Regions from separate parts of the Sus scrofa genome. Here region 2 is linked to region 1. Evidence: chromatin contacts called from public Hi-C data. All regions are on one chromosome and are shown on one strand. Each heading gives the region's core, a stretch centred on a gene start, on an enhancer-like site or on the middle of the called end of the contact. The rest is flanking DNA. Distances are from core to core; before and after follow the strand shown. Region 1 holds the start of LOC110255726 (a long non-coding RNA gene). Region 2 has its middle 360 kb from the start of AKR1E2.

Region 1 (6,346 bases), core at 1,019-3,518:
CTGGATGTAGGATGAGATCCTATAAGTGAGCCGCTGCCTGCTGCCGTGGGAGCTATTGCTTCTAAGCCCAAGGAAGTAGGGAAACCCATTAGAAAACTGATTAGATGCAGTGATTTTCTCAAAAAAAAAAAAATCCTTCCTTTTCTCCCCTTTTCTTCTTACTAGGTCATTCCATCAATATTATAAGCAAATTCAAAATAAATAAATAAATAAATAAACAAATGAACACGCCCCATTGGAGCCAGGCTCAGCTCACCTCACCCTGTGCTCCCACTTGTACCCAAGACACACTGTCCATGCCTGTGCTTCACAAACAACTGCCTCACCAGTCGCACGGCCTCTGTCCCTGTCCCCTAGATTCTCTTCTCAGAATGGCAGCTAGTGTGACCCTAGGCATATGTCTCTGCTCAGAGCCTTGAAAAGGTCTCCCTTCTCCATTAGCAGAAAAGCCAAGCCCTTCAACAGCTGAAGGCTGAGTCACACCTTCTCCTGCTCCTTTCAGCCTCACCCCGACACCCTTTCCCCCGATCCTTCTGCTGCAGCCTCCGGCCTCCTTCCTGTTCCTCAAGCAGCAGCTCTATCCTTGCCCCCAACCCCACCTTTGGCTTTTGGTCACTGCTGCATCTCCAGCACCTAGAACAGTGCCTCATGCAGAAGCTTGATCAATATCTGCTGAAGGGAAGATGCAAACTATCAATGAATATCCTTAGTTTTCTAAGCATCGATCTCTAATTCTTTTCAGACTCCTCAATAGACATGCAAAACACCTCTTAATAAGGTCAAACACATTACGGCAATCTATCTATTTCCTATTTTCCTTCCAGAGGGAATGAAGATAAAAACACATGGAAACACTCTCACGTGTACCCAGAGGTTCCTTTTCTTTATCACTAGTTTGACTTCAAAAGATGCCATTATTTTATAGAGAAGAAAAAAAAAATGAGTGAGTGATGGCAGATATAAACAACGTTCTGAAAGGTTTTCTTCCCGTTTGTGTAACTCTGTCAGAGTGGATTCACAGTTTGTGTATCTTACCTTCAAACAAAGAATATCATGTATTTTACTTCTGGTCTTCAGTCACCCTGTGCATCATATTGGGAACAAAGGAAAGGGTTCCAGGAAATGGTAATAAGAAATTATCCTCCTTTTTATATGATGTTACAGTTCCTGGAGCGTTTTTATGTGCTTATTTCACACATTGCATTTAGAAAATATGTTATATTCTTCACAGGGTTTTTCATTAGCTACACAACCCCGGTAATTTAATCACTATCTGGACCTCGATTTTGTGTCCACACAGTGAAAAGATTTGGACTCTGCCAGCCCAAAATTGCTTCTATGTGTGGAAATCATAGACTTTGTTTCATTCAATTTCTACAACAGCCCAGCAAGTTAACACAACCGATTTGGGGCGGGGTATCAATTTAAACAATAACTATCTCAGCTTGAATATTAAAGATCAAAAGCCAGGTAAAAGGTTCTCTTTAGAAATTCTGGAAACCAACTCCGTGGAAAAACAAAAGTAAACAAATACATCAACAGTGAACAAACATGGCAAGAACACCTTTTCTGTATCTAAACATGTGAATTATTTGAAAGAGTTCTTTCCAACAAGCAGAGCACGACAGGAGCACACCTAAGAAATTTTTTGTACCAGAAAACTATGAAAAGGTTACTTAAAATTAGAGAAAAACTATAAACATCAAGTATGCGAACTCCCAACCACTGGATTGGTAGGTTACAAATTGGCCCAGACTGCCCTAAGACCATGTAGGGTGAACACCTGGGTGACCAATCAAGGCTTAGCATCTAAAGGATGGAGGAGTCAGCCAAGTCGGCGTGGACTGATGAGAAAATCACCAGGGTTTACCTAGAACCGAAGTTCAAGCTTCCAGACCCCACAATCACCACCAGGGATTACACAGATATGCAAAATGGCAACGTCTGAGTCAACAACATAAAGCATCTTCTGGAAGATGGACTTTCCCCCTCCCGGTCCATATGTGATGTGAAATAAATGTCAGATCTGAAACCATTAGTTCTTCATGTCAGCGTGCAGCATGAGTGTGCCGGGGGCCAGCTGTAAGTCATCCATGCACGGGTCATACAGCACGATAATCGTACCAGGTACAAAGGGAGTGCAGAGTTGATACCTTATGCTCTGATAAGAACAGGCTTCTTCCCATGCATTACTGTCAGCCTCCCAGGCTGATACAGCCTGGTGCAAGCAGAGCGCTGAGTGTGGAATTGCACAACCAGAATGAATTTGTTTCCAGAACTCTGTAAATCATGCTGGTCGGCTCTGGCCCAACTGTAGGGCCTGTCCTAGTAGAGGTCTCTGCTGGCAGGAGACACGAGGAATCTTGGCTAACAAGGAAAAACAGAATGCTTTGGAAGTACTTGGTGTACCTTGAATAAGTGAGAAAAAGTCAAAACTGACCTCAAAAAGGAAGGGAACTAGAACAGCTCTAAAACGGGTCGGCCCAAGGGAGTTGAACACTGATGTGCACACACAAAAAGCCTGCACATGAACATTAATAGCAACCTTATCATCTTTTCCAAAACTTAGAAGCATCCACGACGTCCTTCCCTAGGTCATGGACCCGGGTAAACTGTCACCTTCACTAGGTGACTGTGGTCCTGTGAACAGTGGACTATTATTCAGGGTTGAGAAGAAACGAGCCATCGAGTCATGAAAGGACATGGAGGAAAGAAACGCAAATGCATGTTATTAAGCGAAAGAAGCCAACCAGAAAAAGCTGCAGACTGGATGACTCCAACTCTATGGCATTCTGGAAAAGGCAAAATTATGGAGACAATTAAAAGATTAGCGGTTGCCCACAGCTGGGGGAGGGGAGAGGGAACAGGCTGGGGGAGGGGGGAGAGAACAGGCAGAGCACAGAGGATTTTGAGGACAATGAAAGCACTCTTTAAAATGCAGTGATGGGCAGTTCCCACTGTGGCTCAACTAGCATCCATGAGGATGTGGGTTTGACCCCTGACCTCGATCTCTGGGTTGAGGATGCAGTGCTGCTCGGAGCTGTGGTGTCAGCTGGCAGCTCAGCTCTGATTTGACCCCTAGCCAAGGAACTTCCATCTGCTTCAGGTATGGCCCTAAAAAGCAAAAAAACAAAAACAAAAAAAACATACTGGGAGTTCCTGCTATGGTACAACAGGATTGGAAGCATCTCTGGAGCCCTGGGACATAGGTTTAATACCCGGCCTGGTACGGTGGGTGAAGGATCTGGCGTTGCCACAGTAGCAGCATAGGTTGCAGCTGTGGCTCAGGATCTGATCCCTGGCCTGGAAACCCCATATGCCTCAGGGCAGCCAAAAATTAAAATTAAAATAGAATAAAATACCGTGATGGTTATTATATGCCTTTATTGACTTGTTCAAATTCATAGAATGTTATGACCCCCGAGAGTGAACCCTCAGGTAAGCTGCAGACTTTGGGTGATGACTATGTGTCAGGGTAAGTTCATCAGTTGGAACAAAGGTCTCAGTCAGGTGGGTGGTGCTGCTAAGAGTTGAGGCTGTGCCTGTGGTGGGGGAGGGGTAAGAAAGAAATCTCTATACCTTCCTCTCAATTTTTACGTTGAACCTAAAACTGCCCTAAAAAAAAAAAAAAAAAAAACTAAAGTATTTTATTTTTAAAAAATAGACATAAATATAGCTACTAAAGCCAGAATACTTTTAAGAGCAAACACAGATTCTTCTGAGGAAACCAGTTTATATACTTAAAGAATTGAAGTCCCTCCATTGGGACCCAAAAGGAACAAATTCTGTGTCTGTATAAATATAGAAAGGGATGTGTGTATACCTATTTATTAAGTTCCTGCTGTGTACACACACTCTGGTAGGTTCTGAGCATCTAATGCACTTGAACCTGTGCTGGTAAGACTGAAGGCTTCAGGGCTTCAGATATATGGCCCCATGAAAAGCAGGGCTTACAGAAAAAGGGAGAAAAAAAATCCAACAGGCACATATATTTACAATAAACTTCAGGGTAGATATCACCTTTCAGTTATTCAATGAGATTTCTTTGTCTCGGTGGGAAATTCTCTTTCATATCTTGTTATCATTTCACAGACAATAATCCTGTTGAGATCAATGTACGAACAGCACAGGAAATTACAGATAGGAACTTTGGATTGTAAGTTCACCACATGACAGAAATGAATTTGCTTTCATTTTTTGTAGCGCCTATTTCTAGACATTGCTACCAATTGTTGCTGAAAGGGTTAGGACAGCAGAATTGGTAATGCAGCGAAACTCAAATTTCTTTAAGGTTCGTGTGCTTTGCTGTTAGTACCTTTTACATTTCTGAGATCTAGTTTGGCTTAATATTATTTTTAAAAGCCACAAAAATGTATGCTTGGCAGACTCTAGCACTCAAAATAGGCCCCGTTATTTTGTCCAACGACAAGTCATCTGTTTGATTCCACTCAAGTGGAGAATGAGATCGCCTGGCCAGACCAGTGTTTGGGTAACACCAGTGGCTAAATGGCATCAAGGAAATGCTGCCCAGGATAACAAACAGGCCACAGGTGCAGGAGGTGCAACCCCGCTTTTAAGAGAGCCCACCACGGACCCTAACAACGTTGGCAATAGGAGTCTTCGTTAAAGTGAGATAAATGATTTAGCTGATGCAAATAAGTGAAATTTAAATAGGAAGAACTCCACATAAACCCACCCACATCACGTTCAACTTTGAGAATTTACTGATAAACATCAGCTTAGAATTAGAAAGGAGAATCGGCCATATGGCAAACTTAGTTAAGCTTTGGATAGTCAAGAGTAAATAACAGACAATCCTGCTTTCAAAGTGTTGGATAGAGCAGGTAAGTACATTAGCTTCATAATCACTAAGTTAATCTGAAAATTAATTTTAGGAGGGACAAATAAACAACATACTGCCCAGGTAAAGACCCTGAGGGCTGACGGGGCCCTAACATCTCACAGGGACCAGAAAGTCCCTCTTTCTACCGCTGGAGGGTAGGTCCCATACGAACTGGAGACCTCGCTGCTTCTCACCGAGATCATCCAAGCACCTCGCTTTGTGTGCAGCACATACGAAATATTAGCTTAATATCCCACCGTGCAGAATTCACAGGACATAGTCATAGAGTGAATGTGGGTGTCAGGTGGCAGGGAGGAGAGTCTGGAAGGAGTTAAGAATGATAGATGCTTCCCACCCTAACAAGAATTCTCCCCGCAGCTTTAGGGACCCTGAATTACCAACTGAGCACCACACGTGCTCACTACTTACCAAGGCTTCCTAAGCCGTGGCTGGGCTCGAACAGACATGCTTTTGCAATTTTTTGATCCATCTTCTCTAACTTTTGTGCCTCTTCTTAAACCAGTCTCCCGTAGAAACACACACACAAATAGCCACTACGGTCACCCTTTTCTCCGGTACACGTTAAATATTTTCCACCCTGGAATTATCCCTGTTGCCCATTTTCTCTTCCCTCCTCCAAAACATATCCCAGTTTTCTAAATCTCTTCCCATTCGCCTTTTTTCCCTTAATTTGAAGGCACTACATTCTATTAGTCAGTTAAGCTTAAAGCCTTGAAGTTATTTTAATTTCTGTTCTCCGAATTGACATAAATTATTCCCCAAAGGATTCTAATTATATCCCCATTGTTCCTCTCATATGCATCCTGTGGACTCGTGCTTGAGATTTCATAAAGTTCACTCTGTTCTCCTTGGCTGTGCTCATCGGGTTTTTGTTTTGTTTTGTTTTCTGCCTGGTTCCTATGCCTTTGTGTTCTCTTTCTTGAATATTCCTCATGAATAGCTGACAAGATGAGTCCACTCTTGTTATCAAAGGCACTGCTGTTGAGTTACGGAAAACCCAGGGACCAATTACGAGACCCTTAGGCGTTTTTCTCCACGTGGCCAAACCTTACTGTGAAGGTGGAAGGAGCTGCTGTGTTTGTGGGAGCAGAGACTGAGCAGGATGGAGGCAAGAGCACTTCCAAAGAACCTCCCCCAGGGAGGTATTAAAGCGACATCCGCGATCAACACGTGCAGATTTTTTTTTAGAAAGTTTTAGGGATGCAGAGTCTGGGGCATCACAAAAGGAGCTCGAGAACCCGCAGGGCTAGTTCACCTTGATGTGAGATGCACTTCAGCCAGTGGGGAGACAAGGGACAGGCCACCCAGGGAAGCAAAGGTAGTGCTATTTGCTCAAAAGGGGCTGTGTGGGCCCTTTCCTCTCCAAACAGCAGGAGCTCAGAAAATAACAGGCTGCAGCGTGTCTCTTTCATAGAGGCACCAAAAATAGTTTTTTTGTCATCAGTCTTACTGGAGCTAAAAAGTGAGCCCCATAGAAATGAG
Region 2 (6,346 bases), core at 1,576-4,075, 220 kb before region 1:
TTCAGCTCTGTTGGAGTTAATGGTTGAGACGGAAAGGTCTGACTCTTGGACGACTTCCTTTTTCTTCCTCTATCTGCATCTGTTGTGCGGCCACCATATAAATTATCTCTGGATGCACATGGGTATGTCGATTTGCTCTACTAAATTTAAGTTAACACGTCTCCTTAGTTCATTATTCAGAGAGCTGTCTTCTGACCTACGTCTTAGAGACAGCTAGGAGCTTTGATTTACACTCTCCTAAGTCAAGCCTGCGCAGGGTCAGAGAAGAACAAAGTTAAGGCACGAGTGGGAGGTGCTTTCTTGGTTAGGGGATGGAGGCTGGGAGGGACTTGAGAAATGCCAGGCTCACGTGGCTGTTCCATCCTCAGAACCCGCTCATGTTTGCTTGGGGAACAGAGGTTTCAGCATGAAGATGCTGTGGTCGCGGTGCTCTGACAACTGTTTTCAGCCTCCCCGCTCCTGGCAGAAGTCATGACAAGGAGAAGAGGCTCCACAAGCGAAAACCTTCTTCTCCGCTTCGGTTCCCAGGCTCTGCTCCACGTTCCTCTGCGCCTGCTTCTCCACACTTGCCTCCATCACCTCCTTCTGCTCCATCCCAGGGGACTGCACATACCTCTGAAGAAACGAGACTTTCACGAGCCCGAGACTGCTTGAAGACTGAGGTTCTCTAAGCGTCTCCTGTGAAAATGACTGGGCACAGAGCAGACAAGTGTGGGCAGATGAGAGCGGAGAGCTCATGCCTTGACCCTGGGGGGCAAAATCCCTACGGTCTCATTTCCGGGGAAGTGAAGAAACTGACGAAGTGTACCCGCCTCCGTGGTGAGCTGAGTGTGGGGCACAGAGAAGAGGGCAACCGCCCGGCTCCATGGCTTGAGACCATCAGCTCCCAGTTCTTGGCCTCGTTGTCCGCATCTGCGGGCCCAGCGCTTCGTGGCGGGGCCAGGGAAGTCCTATCCAAGAGCACTGATAATTAATAACTGTCGACCCCGGGGGCTGTTGAGGAAGGAGTTTATGCTCCAGGAGGTTCTAACTTGTAAGGATGACCCCTTCTGCGTCTGAAATGAAACTTGTTTAGTGTCAATTCCAAGTTCCTTAAAACGTTACTTCACTGAGTTGAATTATCCAAACCAAAAGGCTGACTGAGTAATTCAATTTGGTCAAAGACGTCATCGGTTCAGACCACCCCATCAGTCACCCGCACCCCCGTCTCTGTGGACACACGCAGTGGCAACGACGCGGAGGGTCAGCCAATAATCGCTTTATTTGAGCACAGAAAGTTTGACCTGCCGGAGTTTTATGTCAAAATGAAGTAATCTCCTCTTGTGGAAAACAGATTTTATAAGTTAGTTCTTGAACAGTATACAGTAATTACGGGAAAGGAACGAGGCTGTTAAGTAGAAGCAAAGGGGTCATGAGAAAGGAAACGGAAGTAACAAAAAGTGTTTTTAATGTGCAACTTTTCCAGAGGTCCACTCTGTACACAAGGACGCTTGCTCAGTTTCCTACTGATACTGAAACAAATGACCACAAACGTAGCAGCTTAAAACAATGCAAATTTGATGTGTTATAGTTCTGGAGGTGAGACGTCCAGAAGGGGTCTCACTGAGCTAAAATCAAGGGTTAGAAGCGCTGCATTCTCTCCCCAGGCTCTAGGGGAGGGGCTGCTTCCCAGCCTTTTCCAGCTTCTGGGGCACCTGCATCCCCTGGTTCGTAGCCCCATCCTCTGTCTTCAAAGCCAGAAACACAGCATCTTCCAGTCCCCCTCTGCCTCTCACCTCCTCCCTCCCCGTCTCACTCACAAAACCCCTCATGGTTACACTGGACCCTCGACAGTCCAGGACAGTCGTGCCATCCCAAGGTCAGCTGATTGACAAAGTAACTCCTTCTACTGGCTTACTTGCCCTTTGCCTTTATAACTTCACATATTCACGGATTCTGTTAGGGTGGGATGGAGACACCGAAGGCTGGTAGCGTAAGCCGCCCCAGGATACGCCATGGTGCCAAAAGGGTTAATTCGATCTGAAGACAAGTGAGAAGATGTAGATATAAGAAAAGCTCTCTGCCCTCCCCAATTTGCCTAAAAGCAAGAGGTAAATGTGTGAAGGGATCCCCCTCCCCTCTCTACCAGGAAGGATGGAAGCTAATCACCAGGGACCACTCTCCGCCCTGATCAGCCCACAGCCAGCACCAGAGGCGTCTACACGGCAAACCTTACGAACAAACCTTTATGTCCCCGGTGTATCTGCTTTCATAAAATTTGCCGGCCCTAGATCACAAAGTCCCTTTCCTAAGTCTTGTCATGTTTCTGAAAGTGTGTTTTTCTTTCATTACGATGCTCCATAAGCCTAAGTTCTAACCACCCCCTTGACTCACCCACTGCTGAGTTTTCTGAGTCTACGAGCTCTGCACACGTTAATGACTTCTGCCTCTTTTTCCCTGTGAATCTCTCTTCTGTCTGTCTAGTTTGCAAGCCCCGGCCAGGAACCTAAGATGGCCAGAGGAAAAAGAAAATTCTCCTCTTCTACATTTTTGGGGCAGCGCGTTATCTGCCTACCACAGATACCTAGCTTTAAAACTGAGGAGGCTGTTTCGAATTCGTGCGGTTGTGGAATGACCCACTCCACGCGGGTCACTAAGCGCATACTTGGTGCCAGGCGCTGTGCAGAGCCTGGAATCGGAGAGCTGAGCCAGGCAGATGGGGCTCTGCCTTCGTGGAGAGGGACTGAGACGCAGAGATAAGGGAAACACCCAGGAGAGCCACAGAAGCACAGCCAGGGCGACCTCAGCATCCCCAGCAGCCAGCTGAGGGCACGTGGACACGTCTGGTGCATCCTGGTAGATGCCAACAGCTGTATCTGGCTCAGGCCAAGCGGACGGGACGAGCCGTCACAGCACGAGGACCCTGCTCCCTGCAGGGGAGCTGGGATTGACTGGAGAACCACTTTGCTCTCGAAAAGCCCTATTTCCCCAGGCTCCTGCCCCCACCCCCATCACCCTCCTGACCTTTCCTCCCCAAATTCGCAGCCCCCATGTGCCTCCTCCCTTCCTTCTCCAGCCTTTTCTCTCACGGGCCATTCGCAGGGACAAACTGCCTAGAACAGAAAGATAAAACTCTCTTAGAAAAAATAACCAAATTCCACTCTGGTTGCAGGCGGGCCCTGCTCACGGCCCGAGCTTTCTGGCTCAGACGCAACAGCCCCCCGCAGCGACCGTCCCAGGCTCCAGCTTTGCTCCGTGGGACCCACAGCCAAGACCGCTCCTTTCGAGACTCACTCCAGCTGCTGCCGCGCCTGCCAGCCCCTCGCTAACACACCCACGAGACAGAAGGGCTTGCTCAGAGCGGCCCCGGCTGAGATTTCCAGGTGAAGGTGGGGCCCGTCCGAGAAAGAGTTGAACCACTGAATGAGAAAGGCTGATTGAGACACATGAAAGCAATGCTTTCAGCGTCTAGCACCAAAGATTCCGCCAGCCCCGAATTACATTTGTTGAGCATCCCAGCAATGCTGCGATATTTCTGGACGACACCATGCATCCAAGGAAAATATTTAATATATGGATAAATTTAGGAGCTGCTGTTGGAAACAAAAATAGCTAATGTGTTAGGTAATGGTTGTAGATATTAATAGAAAGCACTGCGCTTTCAACGTCCCCTCCTGTGAACAGAGCCCCTGTCCCCGTCGGCGGCACCAACAGCAACCTCTTTCCGATTCCTTCCTCATCCTGTTTTCAGTATTAGTTTTCACTTTAAAATCTCCTTTGCTTCATTATCTACACACGGACTCTTAATCACTAAATAAAGTCACGGAGATTTCAAAGAAAATGAGGAGGAACTGTCAAAGCGCTGGCATTTCTCGGGTTTGCTCTTCATCATCACAAGCCACGCTCCCACACGTGCTCCCAAGGCTCCCTTCCCTTGCGTCTCCCCCTCCTCCTTTTTATTCCTCTTCTCAGCGCCCCCCCGCCCCCCGCTCTTCCGCTGCTGCTTTTTATGAAATGCAAATTTGCTCAGTTGCCCACTATCCATTCAAAGAGCACGTATCTGAAAGCCCGAGTGATGGCTAGCATGTCCAGGGATCGGGACAACCTGGCCTTCCCAGTCCCGTGTCATTGCCTCCAGTAACTCTCACTGGAAAGGGCTGGAAATAACACAGGCTCCACAACAGACAGAGGAATGATTCACGGCTTCTATGGACAAGGTGGATCTGTAGACAGACAGACAGACAGACAGATGAATATAAATACACAGGTTTGACACATCTCCCATGAAAACAACTTCTGCCAAAGCATCTGTTGGGTGGAGTTCCAGTATAACCTGGAGGACCCAGCACACACCCAGGAGTCCGCATCTGCACACCACCAAGCGGCCCAAGTGAGCAGACCGGAAAGTGGAATGGACATTTCAAATATGAGACTGGTCATTTATTTAGAACTAAAACTATCTTTCTCGTGATTAGAATGGACCTATAATTTACACTACAGCCCGAGCTCACACTGACAAGCATGGCAGTCCAAAAATACAGCCTGCCCAGTGACTGAGTCAGCTTTGCAGGGAGGATTAAACTTTCGATGGCCAGTAAAACTGGCCCCAACTTTTCTTTCTTTGGGCAGAAATACGGCGGGGAATGAGCAGCTCTGTGCCATGAATGACTGGCAGACGTGTCTCTTCTTCCTCTTATCTGTGTCTGGCGCTGTGCCAGGTGATACGGGCATGCGCAACGCAGACGAGAGCCTGCCTTCAGAGAGCGGCTCCTGGGAGGGCATGAAAGCCACGGCCGCGGGGCGACCGCCGAAGCAGGAAGAGGGCGCCGAGGAGGTGCCGAGGGCCTGGAGAGTGAGCTCAGGTCGCTCAAGTTCTGCTTCCACTACTGACAGCATACAGGTCTCTACACTGAGCTCACGCATGTGGACCAGGAGCAGTCCTACCATCTCTTGACAGTGCTGAGCCCACGTGACGACAGACGCAAATGCCCACAGAGGATGCCTGGCACATGGCAGCATTCACATGTGTCAGCAACGACTATTCTTATAAACTTTGCCCTGCGTGGGAGCTTTTACACCTAGGTTCCCCTTCTGTGAACTGTGTATCCTCCAGGCAAATTATAGTTTTCTGTTCTCAATAAAATGCATACTTTCCTGCCTAAGGAATTTGTAGATAACAGCACTGGCTCTGTTTGCTTAATGGAATATTCCTGTTCTAACCACGGTGGATACATGACGGAGGGCAATCGAAATGGGGGTTTCTTGCCTCTGTCTTCCAGGAAGGAAGGAACCTAATGAATAAAGAACAGCCTAAGAGCCTCATCTCAGAGTCTGCTTCTGGGGATCCCACATTCGGGCAGTGAGTACCTTCACCCCTACTTCTGTTCATCTTTGCCCCATCCATTTTTACAGGAGCATGAACTCAAGGAACACCAGACGGTGTTATATTTACATGAGTTAGCAGCTGTCACAAAGATTTCTGGTAGCTGACTTTCCGGCTGCCACTCCTCCTAGGAACCCGAAACCATTACTCTCGGGATGAGGCCTGCAGAGAAGGAAACTTAGGTATGTGTGCGGTGGCTTCCGACTGCTTCAGTTCAGCTCTCGGTACTCGGATCTGGGGATGGTCTCTCAACAACCAGTGGGGAAGACACCACCATTATTCACTCTGGACACCAGCCGGTGAGAGGAAGCGAGGTCCAGCTTATGCTCCCTGTGAGTGGCAGAGCCAGGGCACAGAGGGCTTCCATTTCCAGACCGTCCCGGAGTTTGCAGTGTCAGCTCTATTAGCCTGATGATCAAGAATTAAGGCCACCTTACTAATCCGACTCATATCTCACACTAGAATAAGCAGCCAGGGTCATTTTTGTGATCGTGTGTGCACATGTGCCTGTGTGTGTGTGTGTGTGCGTGCGCCGCCTCCTTCACAAAACACGAGGGCCGACAGGAGAGCCAGAGGAGCCTTCCGTATTACTCCACTCCGCAAGTTTTCCCAGGCTGGTGGCGGAGTGAAAGCAAGTGTGTCGTCTTCACTTTGCTGTAGCTCTTCAGGTGCGGTTTCATTACACGTTTGAGAGCATGTAGTCTCCTTTCTCACTGGACTAGACTGTCGATTCCAGGGCATTCTGCATTTGGGAGAGGGGGCAGCTCCAATCTGTGAAGAGGAAGTCAGGTGGCACAGGGGAAACCCTGCTGCCCAGTGAAAAGTAAACCCTAACTGAAGATGTGCGTACGATGGACCGCGAGTCAACCACACGCCTCTGCACCGGGGCAGAAGGAAGAGCGGGTCTCACTGTGCAGGTGATTGAGCGGGTCTCACCGGGCGTGGGAAGTGAGTTATTTTATTTTTCCTGTTGGCTGCCTGTGA

Evidence for each region. Hi-C and Micro-C count contacts between places; a contact is called where the count stands out from the background.
Region 2: a contact with region 1 is called in a Hi-C map of omental adipose tissue, with 2.0 times the contacts expected there. The contact joins two enhancer-like sites. A contact is called at or near these places in 4 of 47 Hi-C or Micro-C datasets (mesenteric adipose tissue, omental adipose tissue, skeletal muscle and 1 more) and 1 of 2 datasets of contacts at active chromatin or transcription factors (skeletal muscle).

What each region holds. Positions count from the first base shown.
Region 1 is chr10:65,827,288-65,833,633 of Sscrofa11.1, reverse strand. LOC110255726 (a long non-coding RNA gene) reads right to left here and starts at 5,931. Exons shown (of 3, transcript XR_002336437.1): 1 at 5,273-5,931. Within about 2 kb of position 2,268, at least 8 of the 83 cell types and tissues checked have an H3K27ac peak or open chromatin away from gene starts, as enhancers often do. A contact at or near this core is called in omental adipose tissue, where this site is marked.
Region 2 is chr10:66,049,815-66,056,160 of Sscrofa11.1, reverse strand. No RefSeq gene overlaps it. Among named protein-coding and RNA genes, the nearest start is that of AKR1E2, 360 kb to the right of the region's middle. Within about 2 kb of position 2,825, at least 12 of the 83 cell types and tissues checked have an H3K27ac peak or open chromatin away from gene starts, as enhancers often do. A contact at or near this core is called in omental adipose tissue, where this site is marked.